6 separate regions of the Mus musculus genome follow, and regions 2, 3, 4, 5 and 6 are each linked to region 1. A link is a contact called in public Hi-C, HiChIP or PLAC-seq and Micro-C data. All regions are on one chromosome and are shown on one strand. Each heading gives the region's core, a stretch centred on a gene start, on an enhancer-like site or on the middle of the called end of the contact. The rest is flanking DNA. Distances are from core to core; before and after follow the strand shown. Region 1 holds the start of Gsg1 (germ cell associated 1). Region 2 overlaps Gm38911 (a long non-coding RNA gene). Region 3 holds the start of Gpr19 (G protein-coupled receptor 19). Region 4 has its middle 22 kb from the start of 4930425L21Rik. Region 5 holds the start of Apold1 (apolipoprotein L domain containing 1). Region 6 holds the start of Lockd (lncRNA downstream of Cdkn1b).

The links. Hi-C and Micro-C count contacts between places; a contact is called where the count stands out from the background. HiChIP or PLAC-seq counts read pairs in DNA pulled down with a chosen protein or histone mark.
Region 2: a contact with region 1 is called in a Micro-C map of embryonic stem cells, with 2.4 times the contacts expected there. The contact joins the enhancer-like site here to the promoter of Gsg1 in region 1. A contact is called at or near these places in 2 of 39 promoter capture datasets (embryonic stem cells and hippocampal neurons), 4 of 484 Hi-C or Micro-C datasets (cortical neurons, embryonic fibroblasts and embryonic stem cells), 1 of 115 datasets of contacts at active chromatin or transcription factors (embryonic stem cells) and 1 of 9 other capture datasets (embryonic stem cells).
Region 3: a contact with region 1 is called in a Micro-C map of embryonic stem cells, with 3 times the contacts expected there. The contact joins the promoter of Gpr19 here to the promoter of Gsg1 in region 1. A contact is called at or near these places in 2 of 484 Hi-C or Micro-C datasets (both in embryonic stem cells) and 1 of 115 datasets of contacts at active chromatin or transcription factors (pancreatic cancer cells).
Region 4: a contact with region 1 is called in a Hi-C map of cortical neurons, with 2.4 times the contacts expected there. The contact joins the enhancer-like site here to the promoter of Gsg1 in region 1. A contact is called at or near these places in 1 of 39 promoter capture datasets (hippocampal neurons), 9 of 484 Hi-C or Micro-C datasets (the C2C12 cell line, cortical neurons and embryonic stem cells), 2 of 115 datasets of contacts at active chromatin or transcription factors (bone marrow-derived macrophages and pancreatic cancer cells) and 1 of 9 other capture datasets (embryonic stem cells).
Region 5: a contact with region 1 is called in a FOXA1 HiChIP or PLAC-seq map of pancreatic cancer cells. The contact joins the promoter of Apold1 here to the promoter of Gsg1 in region 1. A contact is called at or near these places in 3 of 39 promoter capture datasets (the C10 cell line, embryonic stem cells and hippocampal neurons), 3 of 484 Hi-C or Micro-C datasets (the N1E-115 cell line, embryonic stem cells and nephron progenitors), 7 of 115 datasets of contacts at active chromatin or transcription factors (bone marrow-derived macrophages, embryonic stem cells, pancreatic cancer cells and 1 more) and 1 of 9 other capture datasets (adipose tissue).
Region 6: a FOXA1 HiChIP or PLAC-seq map of pancreatic cancer cells shows a contact between it and region 1. The contact joins the promoter of Lockd here to the promoter of Gsg1 in region 1. A contact is called at or near these places in 2 of 115 datasets of contacts at active chromatin or transcription factors (the 230-238 cell line and pancreatic cancer cells).

What each region holds. Positions count from the first base shown.
Region 1 is chr6:135,252,974-135,255,673 of GRCm38.p6, forward strand. It overlaps Gsg1 (germ cell associated 1), which reads right to left and starts at 1,363. Exons shown (of 7, transcript NM_010352.2): 1 at 1,160-1,363; 2 at 300-359.
Region 2 is chr6:135,699,668-135,702,481 of GRCm38.p6, forward strand. Gm38911 (a long non-coding RNA gene) reads left to right here. Exons shown (of 2, transcript XR_869507.2): 2 at 1,336-1,902. Among named protein-coding and RNA genes, the nearest start is that of Gm38911, 12 kb to the left of the region's middle. Within about 2 kb of position 1,459, at least 24 of the 459 cell types and tissues checked have an H3K27ac peak or open chromatin away from gene starts, as enhancers often do. A contact at or near this core is called in embryonic stem cells, where this site is marked.
Region 3 is chr6:134,896,931-134,899,630 of GRCm38.p6, forward strand. It overlaps Gpr19 (G protein-coupled receptor 19), which reads right to left and starts at 1,264. Exons shown (of 4, transcript NM_001362050.1): 1 at 902-1,264; 2 at 232-283. It overlaps 2810454H06Rik (RIKEN cDNA 2810454H06 gene), which reads left to right and starts at 1,031. Exons shown (of 1, transcript NR_029441.1): 1 at 1,031-2,700. RefSeq lists a cis regulatory region at 676-1,211.
Region 4 is chr6:135,635,597-135,638,296 of GRCm38.p6, forward strand. No RefSeq gene overlaps it. Among named protein-coding and RNA genes, the nearest start is that of 4930425L21Rik, 22 kb to the right of the region's middle. Within about 2 kb of position 1,260, at least 20 of the 459 cell types and tissues checked have an H3K27ac peak or open chromatin away from gene starts, as enhancers often do. A contact at or near this core is called in cortical neurons and hippocampal neurons, where this site is marked.
Region 5 is chr6:134,980,748-134,983,447 of GRCm38.p6, forward strand. It overlaps Apold1 (apolipoprotein L domain containing 1), which reads left to right and starts at 1,254. Exons shown (of 2, transcript NM_001109914.1): 1 at 1,254-1,282. It overlaps Gm36428 (a long non-coding RNA gene), which reads right to left. Exons shown (of 3, transcript XR_003956531.1): 1 at 2,391-2,700; 2 at 1,390-1,647; 3 at 1,151-1,308.
Region 6 is chr6:134,927,651-134,930,350 of GRCm38.p6, forward strand. Lockd (lncRNA downstream of Cdkn1b) reads left to right here and starts at 1,442. Exons shown (of 2, transcript NR_037956.1): 1 at 1,442-1,635.

The DNA of each region.
Region 1 (2,700 bases), core at 113-2,612:
CTAGGTTTCTTCCTCTTTCTCTTCCTTGGGTGGGTCCTGCATCCGGTTGGCCTATCCATCAGGGCAGGCGAGGACCAGCCCAGAGAAGAGAATGGATCCTGGGTTAAATTCCTAACACCAGACGGGACAAGTGTCCTGGTTGCTGTCAAATCCCAAATCAAGCGTTTCCCTATTCCCTCCAAAACGTGGTTCCCTAGGTCCTTTCTGATGGAGGGGTAAGGTAGGCCTGCCTCGTTTTGTAGACACGAGAGGTGAGCACATGAACCCCTTAACACATCTGAGGACTACTGGTTACCTACCTGCTTCCCCAAGGGCTGGCGGGAGAGGTGGGGAGTCCTCTACAGTTTTGTTCTGAAGATCTAAAGAGGTGGAAGGAAAGCGGAATCTAAGGAAAAAGCATCCCAAACTACCAGGCCAGTGGTTAGACCCTTCGCTAGCTAACTGCTCCCGAGGCCCTCGCACCCCACCAGGTATAGAGCACCATCTCCATTGTGCTGCTTGGATTCGATCTTTGATTTGCACCAGATCACAGATGTAGACATGGTAGAGTCCGCGTTTAGACCCGCAACCCTAAAAGGCCCACTGCTTTTGAAGGAACGTGCCCACACAGCAAAGGGCAGGGAGACACTTTTTAACAAAAGCCACAGATTTCGGGTCATGGAACGGCCTCCACAATGAGGCAAGGGTTCAAGTGTCCTGTGCTTTATATCTGTGGCTTCATGTTAACACCAGGCTTCCCCATAACCCTGCCCCCTCTCTAGAGAACTAATCCTGAAAGATACTAACATTTCAGGCACTGACTGGCTTTTGCTATCATGTTCATATCTGTAAGGGCTCCACCAGTTGATGGTTGATGTGTGTACTTTGGGGGCTTCTTTCTGAACTTGGGGGAGCTGCCTGAGCCCACACTGCTGGCTCTTCAGAGCTTTGAGCTCTGTCCCAGTCTCACCAATGCCGCTTTCTTAGGCTAGCTGGGCCTTCTGAACATACTTGCTCACTGCTCAATAACTATACATTACTCCCCTCTCCGTGTGTGTGTGTGTGTGTGTGTGTGTGTGTGTGTGTGTGTGTGTGTTCATGCCACTAGAGATGGGGCTCAAATAGTGAAATAAATATAATTAGTTTTTTTTAACAACATTTCCAAAAGCTGTGTACCTACCTCCTGGGTGAGACAAACATTTTGAGTCAGCTGACAGGAGTTGAAAATGTGTCTCAGCTTCTGCTCTGACAGGTCTTAGTTGCGTGGCTCAGGTGTTGAGGGAGAGGGTGCACCAGGTCCCCTCTTGCCAGCAGAGGGGGTAAGGTGGTATGTGGGCAGTTGGGAGAGGATGAATGCCCCTCAGGCACGCCGCCAGCTTGGGTAGGGATGGGTTACTATGACTTCATTCTGTGATGTCACAGTAGCAGGCAGGGCTCTCTCCCCCGGATGCCCCGCCCACTCCTCTCCCAACCCTAGAAAGACCAGGTTGAGAGAAGGGCACACGCTCAGTACCTCTCAGTCTCCTGAGGTCTTTCAATCGGTGCTTAATGAGTATAAAAAGATCTGGGGAGTTCATTCAAACACAAATCTGAAGGTTAGGGATGGCTTGCATGTGGTGCCAACCAGATCACATTGGCTTGTGAGGCTTGCCCACTGCTGTCAGAGAGAATTACAGTTGTGAGCCACATAAGGCTTAACAGTGTTCTAACACCTCCATTCAAAACAGTGAGATGAACACACACAGCAATAACAATGAACTCTTACCCAGGGCTGGGTGAAAGCCGACATCCCCCTCCTCCCCCACCCTCCAGCAACCACTGGAACCACACTGTTCTCAACATTGCATTAAAATGAAATATAACAGCTAAGTTGCACCATCTACATCTGAAGGGCTCAAAAGCCTCATGTAGTAAGCAGCTACTGTGTTGGCCTTTTTAACTCTAGACCATTCTTGAAGAGGTAATGGTGCAAAAGAGTTGCCATCTTAAAGGACCAGTGTCTGGAAATCTAAGGAGGCATTCAGTATCACGTTTATTTTTATTTGAAACAAGGCATTACACTTCATGTGTAGCTGAGTCTGGCCTTGAACTCTCGATCCTCCTTCTCCTCCTATCTCCCAAGTGCTGGGATGACAGCAGTGTCCACCACGTGTTGAATTTTCAGTTTTGCTTTGCAACAGGCTCTTACTCCAGCTAAAGCTGGTCTGGAACTCACTATATAACAAGGTTGGCCTTCAACTCATGGCAATCCTCCAGCCTCAGTCTCTGAGCACCAAGACTACAGATGTGAGCCACCATGCCAAGTTCACTCTCAGAGTTTTAGTAGACATAATTCAGTTGACGCCGAGGTACAACTCAGCCTCAGGTGTGAAGTCCAGGATTGAAAGGGTCTGGATGAAGACCTGTCCTGTGTGACATGGAACCCTCCATCCCTCTCTAAGACCCTTGCTCTTCCTTATCAAGGCACCCAGATCCTGACCTTCAGGACCTCAGATTCTAGCCTCAAATCCCTTATTCCAGCCCTGAGAATGCTCCCTTACCTCTGAGCTTCTATAGCATGCCTGGTCAGCTAATACAATCAGATTTTTCTTCTTTCTTTTCCCTCCCTTTCCTATTCTCCTTCCATCTTCTCCCTTCCATCTCCTTCCTTTCCTGCCTCTTCGCTTCTGTCCTAGTTAGTTAGTTTCCATTGCTGAGAAGAGACAGCGTGACCAAGGCAAC
Region 2 (2,814 bases), core at 209-2,708, 450 kb after region 1:
CAAGGTTACTAATTTACCCGCACAGTTATTTGGGCAAGATTGGTTGGATGCAAAAACCAATCAGCGTTTTTAGTTTTCAGGACGGGCCCTGTCTTCAGTGTGAAATTGGGGTCATTTTTGTCTTAAAGGAAAATTGTCCCAGCTATACAGGGGGACAAAGAGCGAAGCTGTACCCAGGTCTAACGGGAATGGGTCAAGAGAAGGAGAGCAGATGCGTGATAAAGATTTTATAGGGGGAAAGGACTGGAAATGGCAGGCGGGGGGCGGGGGGGAAGAGAGACAAACGCTAGTAAAAGAAAGAAAGGGACTTGCTCAAGGTGTGGCTGGGCTCGTGCTGACGATGTAGGGACAAAGACATGTAAGCTGAGAAACGGGACAGGGACAGATAGTGTGTTCTGTGCTTAGGAGGCAAGGAACCACGAAGCTCTGCGCCCATTGAATGGCACCAGTGTTTCAGAAGGCACGCCCCTGCTTAGGAGGCGTGGTGAAGTGCAGGAGTTGGGAGTCCAATTGGAGTTGAGGGTGTGTGAGCAGGAGAAAGAACAGGAGCTAGTGATGGCCGCATGAACAGTGGCACCCTGTGCTGCGGTGGCATCCAGGCAGATGTCAGTGCAGTTTGCCAAGATGAACTCAAGGAAGGTGAGGAGAGAGGGAAGATGGACTAGTAAATTGTTTACATTATTAGATGTTGGCATTTAGTCTAGGCTCCGCCCCGCAGTTATCTAGCAACAGTCCCATGTGTGCTTGACTCACTGTAAAAGGGGCTACTTGCCTCCTCCTCCTCCTCCCCCTTCCCCCCCCCTTAATTCCCCTCCCCATGCCCTGAATAAACTCTATTCTATACTATACCTTCATGTGGCTGGTCCCTCAGGGGAAAGGGATGGCTCAGCAAGGGCCCACAGAGGCATCCCCTTCCCCCACACCTGACTGCACCTCCACCAAACATATTTCTTCTCTCCCTTATATTTTTATAAAACAGAACACTAGTGAGTTAGTTTAGAAAGCTACGCTGGTTATCACCAAGAGACGCCTGGGTGTAGCAAGGATGAATCTGGGATGATCGCTCAGACCTGATTATTAGTATAGATCTACAATCATGAGCTCCAGCAGACAGTTCAATCAGTGTAAACAGAGAGCGCTTGCGGACTCAGAGCCCTTTTTCGAGACTGCCAATTCTCAACATTCCCTAAAAGTGACATAATACTACTTAGTGATGCCTCATCTCTAGGATGGATTAGCAATGCCGCTCTCTGCCCCAAATTTGAGGAGGGCTGTATGAAATAAGAGTCTGACGTCACATCTTTGTGTTTATTTTGACCACTGTTGTTTGGACAGCAAGTAGGAAAAGGTGGAGGAGAACAGAAACTGGAGCAACCGGAACAGAACATGTAGCTGATGGGGACAGGAAACGCAGAAGAAGAGGCAGGAAATACATCAGACGTGACTCGCCAATACAGCAGGAGGCCACAGCGGGGCAGACCAGAGACTGCAGAAAAGGAAGCAGCAGAAAAGAGGGCTGACTAGGCAGTTCTGTATCGTGATTGAGGGGAAACCCTCATGACAGTCTCACTTACTCAACTAATATTGATTGAACATCCACTCTGTCTTGAACATTTGTCTAAGTCCTAGGGGATAAATCAGTGAAGAAAACAAGATAAATATTCCCCATTTATAAGACAAACGTCACAGATGACAAGGGATCAAATTCTGAATCTGCCACTTCTTTCTTGTGTGGCCTGGAGAAGTTATTTAATCAAAGCAAGTTTTAGTTTACCAGTCCATCAACTGTTGTGATAACGGTCTGTGTGTCACTGTGTAGCTGGAAGCCACAGAAACATAATGTGAATCACTTGGCTCAGTGGACGGCACCTAATTATCCTCAATAAACGTTAACTACACTAAGTAGGCTGTGGGCTACTTTTTCCAGAGATGTGCATATGATGGTAATTAAAAGAGATCTGATTACAATTAAAACTGGGTCTGTGATTGGGGGTGGAGGAATTTCTCAGGATGGGAGAGGCCTGGAGTGTGTGTGTATGTGTGTGTGTGTGTGTGTGTGTGTGTGTGTGTGTGTGTGTATGTGTGGATGAGTGTGCTGAGTGTGTGGATGAGTGTGAGTGTGTGTGTATATGAGTGTGAATGTGTATGGATGAGTGTGTGAGTGTGTGTATATGAGTGTGAGTGTGTGCGTATGAGTATGAGTTTGTGTGTGTGTCCGCACGTGCACATGTATAAAAAGCAAGGAGGAGCAGGCTGAGTGTGTGGACCTGGGGCAGAGCAGAGTATCTATGGGTTGGCCTTGGGTGGAGCTGTAGGTCAGACTCATCTTACCCAGAGGGTCAGTCAGGTGAGACAGTAGCCTGACCTCCATACTCTTTTATTATATTTTCTACATATCTGTTTTTGGATCACACTGCTCACCCACTCAGGGAAGAAGTCATGAATGGGCAACTCCACCACAAGGGCAACCGTTGTCCCAAAAGTCAAGGCAAAAAAGGATTTCTATCATTGAGGCAACTGGAAAAGGCTCGAAAGAGAAGGTGACTCTTAAGTTGACATTTGGTGGGGTAATGGAGTCCTGGCAATACCAAGGATGCTTCGAAGGTGTTCACGTCCATTCACAGGTACAAAGTAGAAGACACAGATGGCTTAAGGTATCAACAACCAGAATTCTACTGTGTGGTCACCTTGCACATTTGAAGAACAGATGGGCCTGGAACTCTGAGGGGGAAGAAGAACCTTCAGGACACCATTCGTTGCCATTGTGTTGCTCCTGACCGAGTAAGGGAGGGCCTGACCTAGACTGCAGGGAAT
Region 3 (2,700 bases), core at 14-2,513, 360 kb before region 1:
AGTAAAAATGACAATACTGTCTGTACTATATAGCACTGCTCCCAATATTAGAGTGAATCCTAAGATCTACACAACTGGAAGGCTATAGATTAGAAATCTATAATCTTGTAATGAGCCAGTGACTCATCTGAGTGACTTGTTAGCCAAATTTCATTCCGGCTGAACCGTGAAGTTGGTGGGAGAGGCCAGGCATTCTATTGGAAAGAGGACACTTCAGTTGCCGGATGGTACCTCAGAGTCGTGATAGGGCAAAAATCCAGTTTGTGCAGGTGTTCCACGTCCCCTGAGAGAGAAAAGAGGCCAAATCAGTCAGAGCGGTCCACACTTGCAACATCCTAAGACTCCAGATTATCTGTTTTACCCCGCCCCAACCTCAGCTCTTGCCTGCGACAACTTTAAAAAATGTTTCTGTTGCACTCAAAGACATCCCCATTTCACTTCGCTATCGTAGACTAAATATGCGGCACTGCTGCCTACTTGCTTATAAATATGCGTAAATATTTTAAGCTAAACTTCCTCTACTGCTCTAATTCCTCCTAGCCTCATCTCTCAAGCCTTCATTGGCTCCTTCCATTTTTAAAACTTCTCATCTTCATATCACTGTGTTAGCCCGGTCCACATTCACAGCCTCTCAGAATCTTCGGGGGTGGGGGGGGGGAAGTCCCGTTCGTTCCCCAGATTTATCCTTTTATGCCAGTTAGCTCGCGTGCCACACAACGAAATCGCAACATCTTTTAAAAACCGCGAGGGGTTCTCTTCCCACTCTGACTCTTGGATTCGCGGAGACCTCATGACCCATACGAGAACAGAAGAATGGGGGGGGCGAGTTACAGTCAAGTGGAATTTTGACCGAAAAATCCCTAAGGACGTGCCGCAGTGGGCGTGAATCCCCGGCTCCGACCTGACTGACATCCCTCGGGGGCCGACGGGGCCACCTGTGACCAAGCAGGAAGTTCTGAACGGTTTGCGCGCCAAAAAGCCCAGCGCATGCGCACACAGCCACGGGCGGGGCGGGGGCGGAGTCCCGGCTGGCACAGGATCTCGCGTTGTCTGGGGAAAGAGGCACAGAGGTCTTTACGGTGGCGTTGTGGGAACCGCCCACCACCTCTCCTTTAAATCTTCTTTCTTTCTTCTTTTTTTTCTCTGTCTTTTCTCTGTCCTCTCAGCCTCAGTGTAGACAGTGAGCGAAAGAGCTCAAGGCCGGCAGCTCTGTGGAAGAGTTATGGCTGCCATGGTCGCGCAGCCGGTGCCTCAGAGTGAGAGTAGCAGAAGCCACACCGTCGATCGTCTTAAGATGCTAGGGTTTGCTTTGGCCTTCCCCCTTTTTTATGATGCTATGCAAACCAAAAAACAAAAAACAAAACAAAAAAAAAATCACCTTGGCGCACGGCGCCTGCGCAGTGCTTGTTTACCGCGGGCCGAGCGCAGGCCCCTTCCCTCCGCCCAGATCCTGCGCCTGCGCCTGCGCGGCTGACGTGGATTTCTCCGGGAAAACCGCGCCTCCTAGTCCCGGGACTAGGGAGCGAGCAGCCGAGTGTGCCGTGGGAATCTCGGAGCCCTGAAATGAGAACCACAACGCCCAGAGTCGGTGTCGCGGCAGGATCGTGAGCACAGATGACCCAGGTGCTGTGCACGCCACCGTCGCTGAAGTGAGCAGCGGAGCGTGAGAGCGAAGACCGGCGGCGCTGACGCCTCAAAGGATGGACTTTGTTTAGCAAAGATGCAAATAAGCCTGACCCTAAGGCCGCCGGAGTTCGAGCAATTCCTGACTGGGCTAAGACTGTTCTTGAAGGCGACTCAGAAAGGCGGCCATGCAAATTTTGAAACTAGAAAGAGCTGACACTAGAAGCAGTAGCCCTTTAAAGCAGAAGCCAGTTAGTTCATAAGAGTCTGAATGTCCCTTCAAAGTCCGCTCTAAATAGACTCAGACAGTGCTCATAAAATATTATCTGATAAGCATAGATTATTTTAGATATGGTTATCCATTTGCAAGTAGAGGCAAACTGATTTGTGAAGGAATTTCTATTGATAGATTCCAGTACGTTCAAAAAAAATTAATAACTGGCAACTTAGCTAAGCCTGAGCATTTTTCTAGTTTTCAAAACAATGGAATTTATTTGGCAATTTTATTAGACCCTATTTTTTGACCGGTGAGATTGAAGTCTTTAGATTTGTAACATTTTTCTACCAGAAAAAGTGAGATTTTAACCAGTAAGAAGGGGGAAATGTATGTATGTGAACAGAAGAGGTCAGAACTTGAAGACTTGTCATGCTTCCAACATTTGTCTCAAGAGAAGCTATCATCTCACCTCGGATTTTTTTTTTTATGTTCAATATAATAGTAAAATTTAGCATACTTTGAACATTTTTTTTCCTATACAATCTGGGTATGGTGGTACATTGAAGAAGAAAAAAAATGGGGTTTGTAGATCAGTTGGTAGGCTCCTTGCCTAAAAGCCACGGATTTATGCAGAACTGAGTAAAATGGGACTTGGTGGTAGACCTATAGAGGCAGGATCAGAAGTTCAGGGCAATCCCCACGTATGGAGTCATAAACCAGCCTGGGCTACATGAAACGCTGTTTTAAACAAAGAAACAGGTTCTCTATTATAGATAAGAACAATAGCTTACTTGAGGTAGAATGATAACCAGTTTTCCACACCTATATTGACCTGACATTTCCTTCATAAGAGAGAAAAT
Region 4 (2,700 bases), core at 10-2,509, 380 kb after region 1:
GGTAGGGGACAGATGGATGGCCTGCCACATGCTGCAGCCTGAAAGACCTTCCTATCTCCTATTCCCACCCTCTGTCTTCCACTAAAACTACAGTTTGGATTGTATTTGGCTTCTCTGGCATCCATCCATGCTACACATCGTCACAGAACATTTGTGGCTACCTTTTTATTTGATCAATGACTTGAGAGCAGGTGACAGTTGCTATCTCAGAGATGACAGTGGCCTGTCCAGGAACTGGCTTTCAGCTGTCATCCTTCTGTGTCCTGGGGAAGGATGGTTCTTTGTTCATATTACAGTAGCTGGGGTTGTGCACACTCCCTCATTCACACACACACACATGGACACCACTTTTGCGGACTGCTGTGTATCAAGATTATCTGATTTAGGTTTAAGCTGAACAGTGTGTTCTTTCCTTCCTTTATAGGACCTTATCAATGCTAAAAATTCAAGTTTAAGTGGGTATGTGAAAATCCAGGCTCTAAGTATTACAGTCCATTCTACATCCTTTGCAACCAACCCAGGACAGGGTTATCACACAAATTTGGTTTGTTTTATTTTGTTTTGTTTTTGTTTTGTTTTTGGTTTTTCAAGACAAGGTTTCTCTGTATAGCCCTGGCTATCCTGAAACTCACTTTGTAGTCCAGGCTGGCCTCGAACTCAGAAATCCGCCTGCCTCTGCCTCCGGAGTGCTGGGATTAAAGGCATGCGCCACCACGCCCGGCTTATCACACAAATTTAATATTGCATACTTTAATCGCCCCTAAAGCTTTCCACAGTAGTTAAAACTTAGTAGGTTTCGCTAGTTCTAATAAATAAAGTTGATTTAACATGTGTGGGAGTGAAGGTAGGCAGGGCTCTTGGGAGGCCTCAGCTGTGTTAGTTAAATTAGTATGTGGGCCTCACAAAATTCTACATGAGGCACATTGCAGACATTTGTTTTATAATTCTCCAAAGGATTCTGAAAAGCAGGTATCTTCTGTCTCTATTTAAGAGGTGTGGACCGAGACTCGGTGATCATCTCCGTTCGTTCAACAAATGGGTACAAGGTGGGGTGAAAATGTGGCTCTCCCGGTTTTCTGTTCTTGCTCCCTTTTGGATATAGGTGCTGCTGCTGTCAAGCCTCCACCGTTCATGGGACTGGATTCAGCACAGTTTCCTGGAGCCCTGGAATGTGTTACTTTTCATTGGTAGAGTGGGGGCAGTTCCGGACATGCCCACACACATGCGTGGCGGAGGGTGCACAGATGTCGCTTCCCCTGGGAGTCCTTTCAGCAGTCTCAGACTCAGAGTGGGGTGCCTTTGGCAGGCTGAGAGCTGGTGGGGCCTGCGTGGGAGCTGCTGCCGAGAGCTTGGGAAGTGGGAGGGGGGCTTTTCTGTTACTAAGCAAGGCTCTAAAAGCTGTTGTCAAGGAAGAATCCATCCCTTCCATAAAAAGAAGTCTCTTTCCTCTTCCTGTCATCCAAGCGCTGCCATCAACAGTGAGACTGACAGTTTCCCTGACCCACCTGCAATCTGGCAACTTAGAGGCCTTCAAAGAGTTCAGAACACCTATGATACACCCTACAGACCCAAAGAAGTCAAACAAGAAGAAAGGCCCAAGTGAGGATGCTTAAATCCCACTTAGAAGAGGGAGGGAGAGGGACGAAGGCACTTGGGTGAGTGAGGGGAGGATGAGGGAAATTGGGGGAAGGATCAGGCATGGGAAGAGATAGGAGAGAGTCCAGAAGGCCAAGAGAATGAATGGAACTATGCAGCTGCTGGAGGTGGGGGCGGGGGACAGGGGGCGGGGGGGGGGCAGGATTCTCTAGAAAATCCCAGAGACCCAAGATGAGGGAGGCTCACAAGAGTCAAAGCAGGTAACCTTAGCCAAAAGGCCCAACAGTGGGGATATGAAGCATGAAGAGACCACCTCCAGTAGCCAGACAGGAACTCCAGTGGAGGGATAGGGACATCAACCCACCTACAAAACTTTTGACCCAAAATTGGTCCTGTCTAAAATAATTTCAGAGACAAAGATGAAGCAGAGGCTCTTCAGTGGCCAACCAATGACCAACTCCTTTTGAGATGTATCCCAGGGGCAGGCGCCAATGCCTCACACCATTAATGATGCTATGTTGTGCTTGCAGACAGGAGCCTAGCATAGCAGTCCTCTGAGAGGCTCAGCCCAGCAGCTGATTGAGACAGATGCAGATACTCACATACCCTGGAGGGGACCCCTATGGAAGAGTTAGTGGAAGGTTTGGAGGCCCTCAAGGAGATGGCAACCCCACTGGAAGACCAGCAGTGTCAACTAACCTGAACCCCTGGCAGCTCCCAGAGACTAAGCTGACACCAAAGAGCATTCATGGGCTGGTCCAAGGTCCCAGGCACCTATGTAGCAGAGGGCTGCCTTGTCTGGCTTCAGTGGGGCAGGATGCACCTAATTCTGCAGAGGCTTGAAGCACCAGAGTGGGGGAATGCAGGCTAGGGGACTGCTCTCTCAGAGGTGAAGGGGGGCAGGGAGGAACTCTGCAAGGGTGTACCAGAAGGGGGTAACATTTGGGATGTAAATAAATAGATAAATAGATAATTAAATAATTAAGAAAGTAAAAAGGGGGCAGGAAGACCTGAAGGTCCACTGCATCTGCAGAGAGACTCTGAGCAGCAGGCAGCACAGACCAGAGCAGCAGAGCCCAATGTACTTCTGCTCCTCCAAACTCT
Region 5 (2,700 bases), core at 4-2,503, 270 kb before region 1:
AATAAGGGGGACTTTTGTTTCGTTTTGGGAACAGGGTCTCACGTAGCCCAGGCTGGATTCCAACTAGCTATGAATCCGAAGCTGACCTTGAATGTCTAACCCTCAAGCTTTTACTTCCTGGTGCTGGAATTACAGGGGTGGGCCACAGTGATGGGTTTCTGGGTGCCAGTGTTAGAATCCAGGGCCTCCGCGTGCTAGTCTACTGCACCTCCAGCTGGAGACATGAATCATTTAGGTGAAAACCAGTTTGGCCTTTGACGATGGTGTCAGGGGTCCTTTGGTGAGACTGGGTTTCCCAACTAAGCTTCAGCTTCTCCCCTCCCCCCACCCCCACCCTAACTGCTTCAGGGATAGCTATGGGGTGCATCGCCATCTGGTCTGGGTAAAGGCACAGAAAGAAGCTACATTCATTTCCCCGCCTGCACGCTCTGTAATAGATAACTGTTTTTCAGACCCTGCTGGGGAACCTGTAGCTAGAATCCACTCATTTAACCATGATGCAAGCTACAGTCCTCGCTTCATATGAAAACCCCGGAAGCCATCATCTCCCCGCTGCCATGGAAAGTGTATAATTAGCTCGGTGTGCAGCTTGACCCCAGTGATTTTTCTGACGCACTTGGCCCCGCAGTGTGCCCTTTTTGAGACCTCCTGTGTCTTCTCCACAGCTGGAGATGCCCTAAACTGCACGCAGCACTTCCTGTGGGCGTGGTCTTGAATTTTAGGCGCTCCTTGGTGCTGGCTGCCCTCCCTTAATGGGTCACATGCTTCAGCTACTTACATCCCCACAAAGCTCTTTGAAAAGGACCATGAGTGGCTGTATCGATCATAATTAAGTTTTCCGGTCCCTCCTATTTCTTTTTAAAAATGATTTTCTGATGGAGTCCTCTCAAAGAAACACTATAATTGGGCAGCCTGGGGCATGTGGGAAAGCCTCCCCCGATGGCGTCAGTAGCTATTCTCAGGAGAGGAAAGGCAGGGTATCCCCACTGGGAGATGACAGCACTTGTTTCAAGTTGGGGAAGAGCCTGTGGTTCTCTTCCTGCGTTTGGAGGGGAAAGCGAACACACAATATTCATTTCCTAAATACGGGACGTGCTTTGCCAGCGTCTCTTTTTCCAACATGTCATATCCTGGCCGAAGGCAGCAGGGGTCAGGGCAGGAAACAGCAGCTTCTCAGAATGAGACAAGGCTTTCCCAGAGCCGTCATTGGCTCCTGGGAGCTATAAAGTATGCTCGTCCAGAAACAGTCTCCCACTTTTCTTCCTGGAGGCCAGAGTGAAGGGTAAGTGGGGAGTCCGAGGGATGTGTCTGCAATGGGATTGGTGATATCGGGGTCAACTCTCGAGGCGTCATGTATTTGGAGTGACTTTTTCCCAACCTTCTTGTTACCTGAAAACTTCTTACTGGTCAGCTAGATCATGGAGGTCAACCAGGAGCTGTAGGACCTATGAGTCAGGAGACCAGTGTTCTTCTGGGGGCACTGAGAAACATCAGCTGTTGGTAGCCGGTCTCTAAAGGCCTTCATCTTAACCGAGGACAATGAGTTCTGGCTGTGCATGCCGATGCAAGCCTGGAATTCTAGAACTCAGGAGGTGGAGGCCGGAGAATCGGGGGTTTGAGGTCAACTTGGACTATGTAACAGCCTGTCTTTAAAAACAACAAAAACAAATGGAGAAAGATAAAAAATTAAATAACTTCTGCCCTGCTCGTTCAGGTCCGACATGCTCTTTCAGTGACTTATTTGGTGCCTTTAAGAAGTTCTGACTGGTGGAGAGTACAGTGTGTATGAAAATGGGGCTCCCTCATTACCAGGACAGATGGCCTTTTACAGATGAACCTGGTACATTCAGCTTTCTCCCTTAGTCACCTTTTATTGGCTTCAGTCCATCTGGACCCAAGGAAGCCTCCAGTGAGCTGCTAGCTAGCACCTTTTCTTTTTTACCTTGAGACAAATTCTTGTTATGTAGCCTTGGATGGCCTAGAACTCAGTATTTAGACCAGGTTGGCCTTGAACTCTCAATGATCCTGCCTCTGCCTCCCAAGTGCTAGGATTAGAGAGAGGGACAGGGACATTGAGAGAAGGAGAGAGAGAGAGAGAGAGAGAGAGAGAGAGAGAGAGAGAGAGAATATAATGATATAATGAGAATGGGGGGGGCAAGTACCTTGAGTCCCTAGGACACAAGTCTCCACATAATGAAAAGTTTTTGTTACGTTACATGCACGGTTTGCTACTTTTAAGGTGTTCTCTTCTTTTTATTGGTCCTTGTTTGTCAGGAGTTGGGGAATAGAATAGGGTGTCACACCAGACAATGGCTCTACCCCTGAGCTGCATCCTCAGCCCAAGTGTCATTTTGAAAACAGAGCAAAGTCTCTGTTTTCAGAGCATTTACCTGGAGCAGCTTTCTAATAGTCTCCACCTTCCCGTTTAAACCTTTATTTAAATCTGTGGATGGTGTCCATAGATTTTGTTCCCTGGAAGGAAAGCAGAAGACAGCATAATCTCTGTTGGAACGCACAGTTAACGGGTTCTGGGAACTTGTGTGACTTGTCCCAGGCTCCAGAGCCTTTGGAAACTTGACCCATAACCCAGTAGTAACCTACCTCCCTGTTCCCAGTCCTGAGTGGTTTATTTATTCGTGTATTCATTTCGGCAGCCTTGTGGATTGAGTCTGAGGGTTGAACGCTAGGTAAGTGATCTAC
Region 6 (2,700 bases), core at 192-2,691, 330 kb before region 1:
GTGGGAGGGAGCAAGCAGTCGGCCTTTCAAGCCACTGTGTGCCCACCACCCTGGCTGCACTGAGCGACCTTTCCTGGGAGCCAGAGAATTGCCTTCGCCATTACACCATCATCACCAGAAAACACGATTGCTCGTCTAGCGCTTTGAACTAAAAGGTGTTTTGTTTAGAAGTCCACTTAGGATCCCTGATCTGTTTTTCAGAGCATGGATTCTTTTTCATTTGCCATCTTTCACCTGAGCCACACCCTACTCCTGCCCCCCCCTTTCCTGGCTTTAAAAAATAATAAAATTAAAGCAAAAAAGAAACCTTGCAAACGACACTGAGGGGTAAAAAGGCCATGGATCCTACTTAGAAACCTATGGGGTCGTCTCCCTGATTTCACTCGCGTGGGGTTGTAATAGGGTGGGGTCAGCCACAGGCGGATCCCGGAGAACCGAAAGTGCACTTATTTCCACGTACACTCAAGTCTCAAGTCCCTCGGGCCTCCATCCAAGTCACAGACTTATCATGCATAAGGACTCAGCAGAGGTAGGAACCAGAAATTAGGAAATCTTAAAAAATAAAACAAAAGAAAAACCCCTTATCCATGCTTTGGGCGCGAAACCTCGACGCGCCTCTAAAAGGAACGTTAAGAAAAAGGCCGGGAGAAGGGCGCGCGGTTCGGGCGCCGGCCGGGGGATTGCATCATTTGCGGCTCCCCCTCCAGAACCCGGACTGAGAACCGCAGCCACCATCATGGCGCTCGGGTCGGGACGCGGGAAGCGCGTCCAGGCCGCGGCCAGCGAGCTTAGAAGCGTTTGCAAACTTGTTACTTGGCGGCGGAGCGCCGGTCTCTGGCCCCCTCCTTCCCTTTGTGTGCGTGTGCATGTGCGTGCGTACGTGTGTTTGCGTGTGCGCGTGTGTGATGTGTGCATATAAAGCGAGAAGTTGAAGTTTCTCCCTCTGGCCTTCCCCAAACCCCCCCTCCCTCGTCCCGAGCTGGTGGTTGTAAACTTGATTGGCATTGGCTGCGCCCACTGACCCCTGCACCGAGTCCACTGAAGATTTAAGGTGGATCTGCGAGGCTGCAGCTGCAGGCGGAGCCTCGCGCTTAACTGAGTTTTGGAAGAAAAAAAAAAAAAGCCTAAACCGTGCGCCTGCTGCGTTTTACGAATCCTTCGGTCCACAGGTCCGCGGGTCCCCGCCCAGCCCGCCGCGCTTCCCCCGCCCACCTTCCCCTGCTTCCCCATTGGCTCGCGCCTGCAGTTTGAATTTTTTTTTTTTTTTTTTTGGATGCTTGTTTTCTTGTTAAAAAAAAAAAATTACCGTACGGTAGATCATGTGATGAGACTTAGTTGGGGAGTCTGAGGTGGGGTGTTTTAGCTGGTTTGATTGCAGGTAGTAGGGAGTAGGATGGGTGGAGCTTTCTGTTCCAAAAGTTGCCCCCCCCCCGCCCCGCCCGCAAGTGCCGTTGACAGAATGCAGGCGGGAAGCTTCAGTTTGGGTAGAGATGTAGCATCAAACATTCACGGATGTCCAGGGAGCACGGGCACACAGGCTGCTGGCCAGAGGTACTAGGAAGGTACAGGCGGGAGTTCGACGAGGACGCACCTTCCCCTGTCTTGGAAAGGTAGACTTGGGGAGGGCGGGAGCGGGTAGTTATCCTAGAAATGAATATTACCCGTCATAGGAATAAACCAACCAAATACAAGGTGTGGCTATAGACTCTATATAGAGCAAAAGAGGTGTTATTTCTGGGGTTAGAGTGTCAAAATCCATCAGGACAAAGGCAGTCGGTGTCATTTTCTTCCTTTTTAACCTTAAAGGGGGGGGGGAACCTGTCTGTTTTCCAGGTTTGGTTCCCCACCCCCCCTTGTGAGGATGAGAAGGGGACATAAAGTCCCCTTTTGATTTCTGGGTCAGGAAACTCATTGGAAAGAGTTTGTTAAGATCTAGGAGGATTCAATTAGTAGAACAGGTCTAATACAAGTGATGGCTTTTATTAATTAGGATCCAACTATGTTTTTCTTTGCAGTGAAGCTTTTAAAACGTCATAATAATTAAACAGTAGTCCTAGATCAGTCTTTCTCTTTATCAGGGACATCTCATATGTATACCTTTCTTTGCCTTTGCCTTTTTTTTTTCTTCCCTTTTTCTTTCCTTAAAATAATTTCTCCTGATATCTCCTTTCAGTCTGTTTTAGCCAGAAGCCCAGCCTTAGCCTCCATTGGCCCCTGAACCAGTATGCCATGTTCTTAGTTTTTTAGCTGTCTAGTTCTGACCTTACCTCTCCCAGTCCACTAAGCTCCTTGACCCCGTCCATAAACCAACATGTTTGAGCTGCTCTCCAGGCTGTATTCATGGACTCTGTTAGAGGCTCAGTGCTTACCTCTGCCTTTCAGAGGACACATCCGATCAGAATGAGCAGTCCATGAGGAAAACCACATCCCTGGAAGGAGGAAGCTAGTCTCAGAAACAGGTCTTCATCTTGAGTGTGAGCCAAGCAGGGATTTGGATGGTCCCCGGACAGGGGTGTCATAGATAAAGATTCAGATAGCACGTGACTGTGAAAACAGGCTTGGAAACTTGGGCTTGGCATGGTGGAGCACACCTGTAATCTGAGCACTTGGGAGCTGGAGGCAGGAGGATCAGGAGTTCAAGGCCTGCTTAGGATACTGAGAGACTTTGCAGTCAGCCTGGGCTGCATATAACCCTCCCTA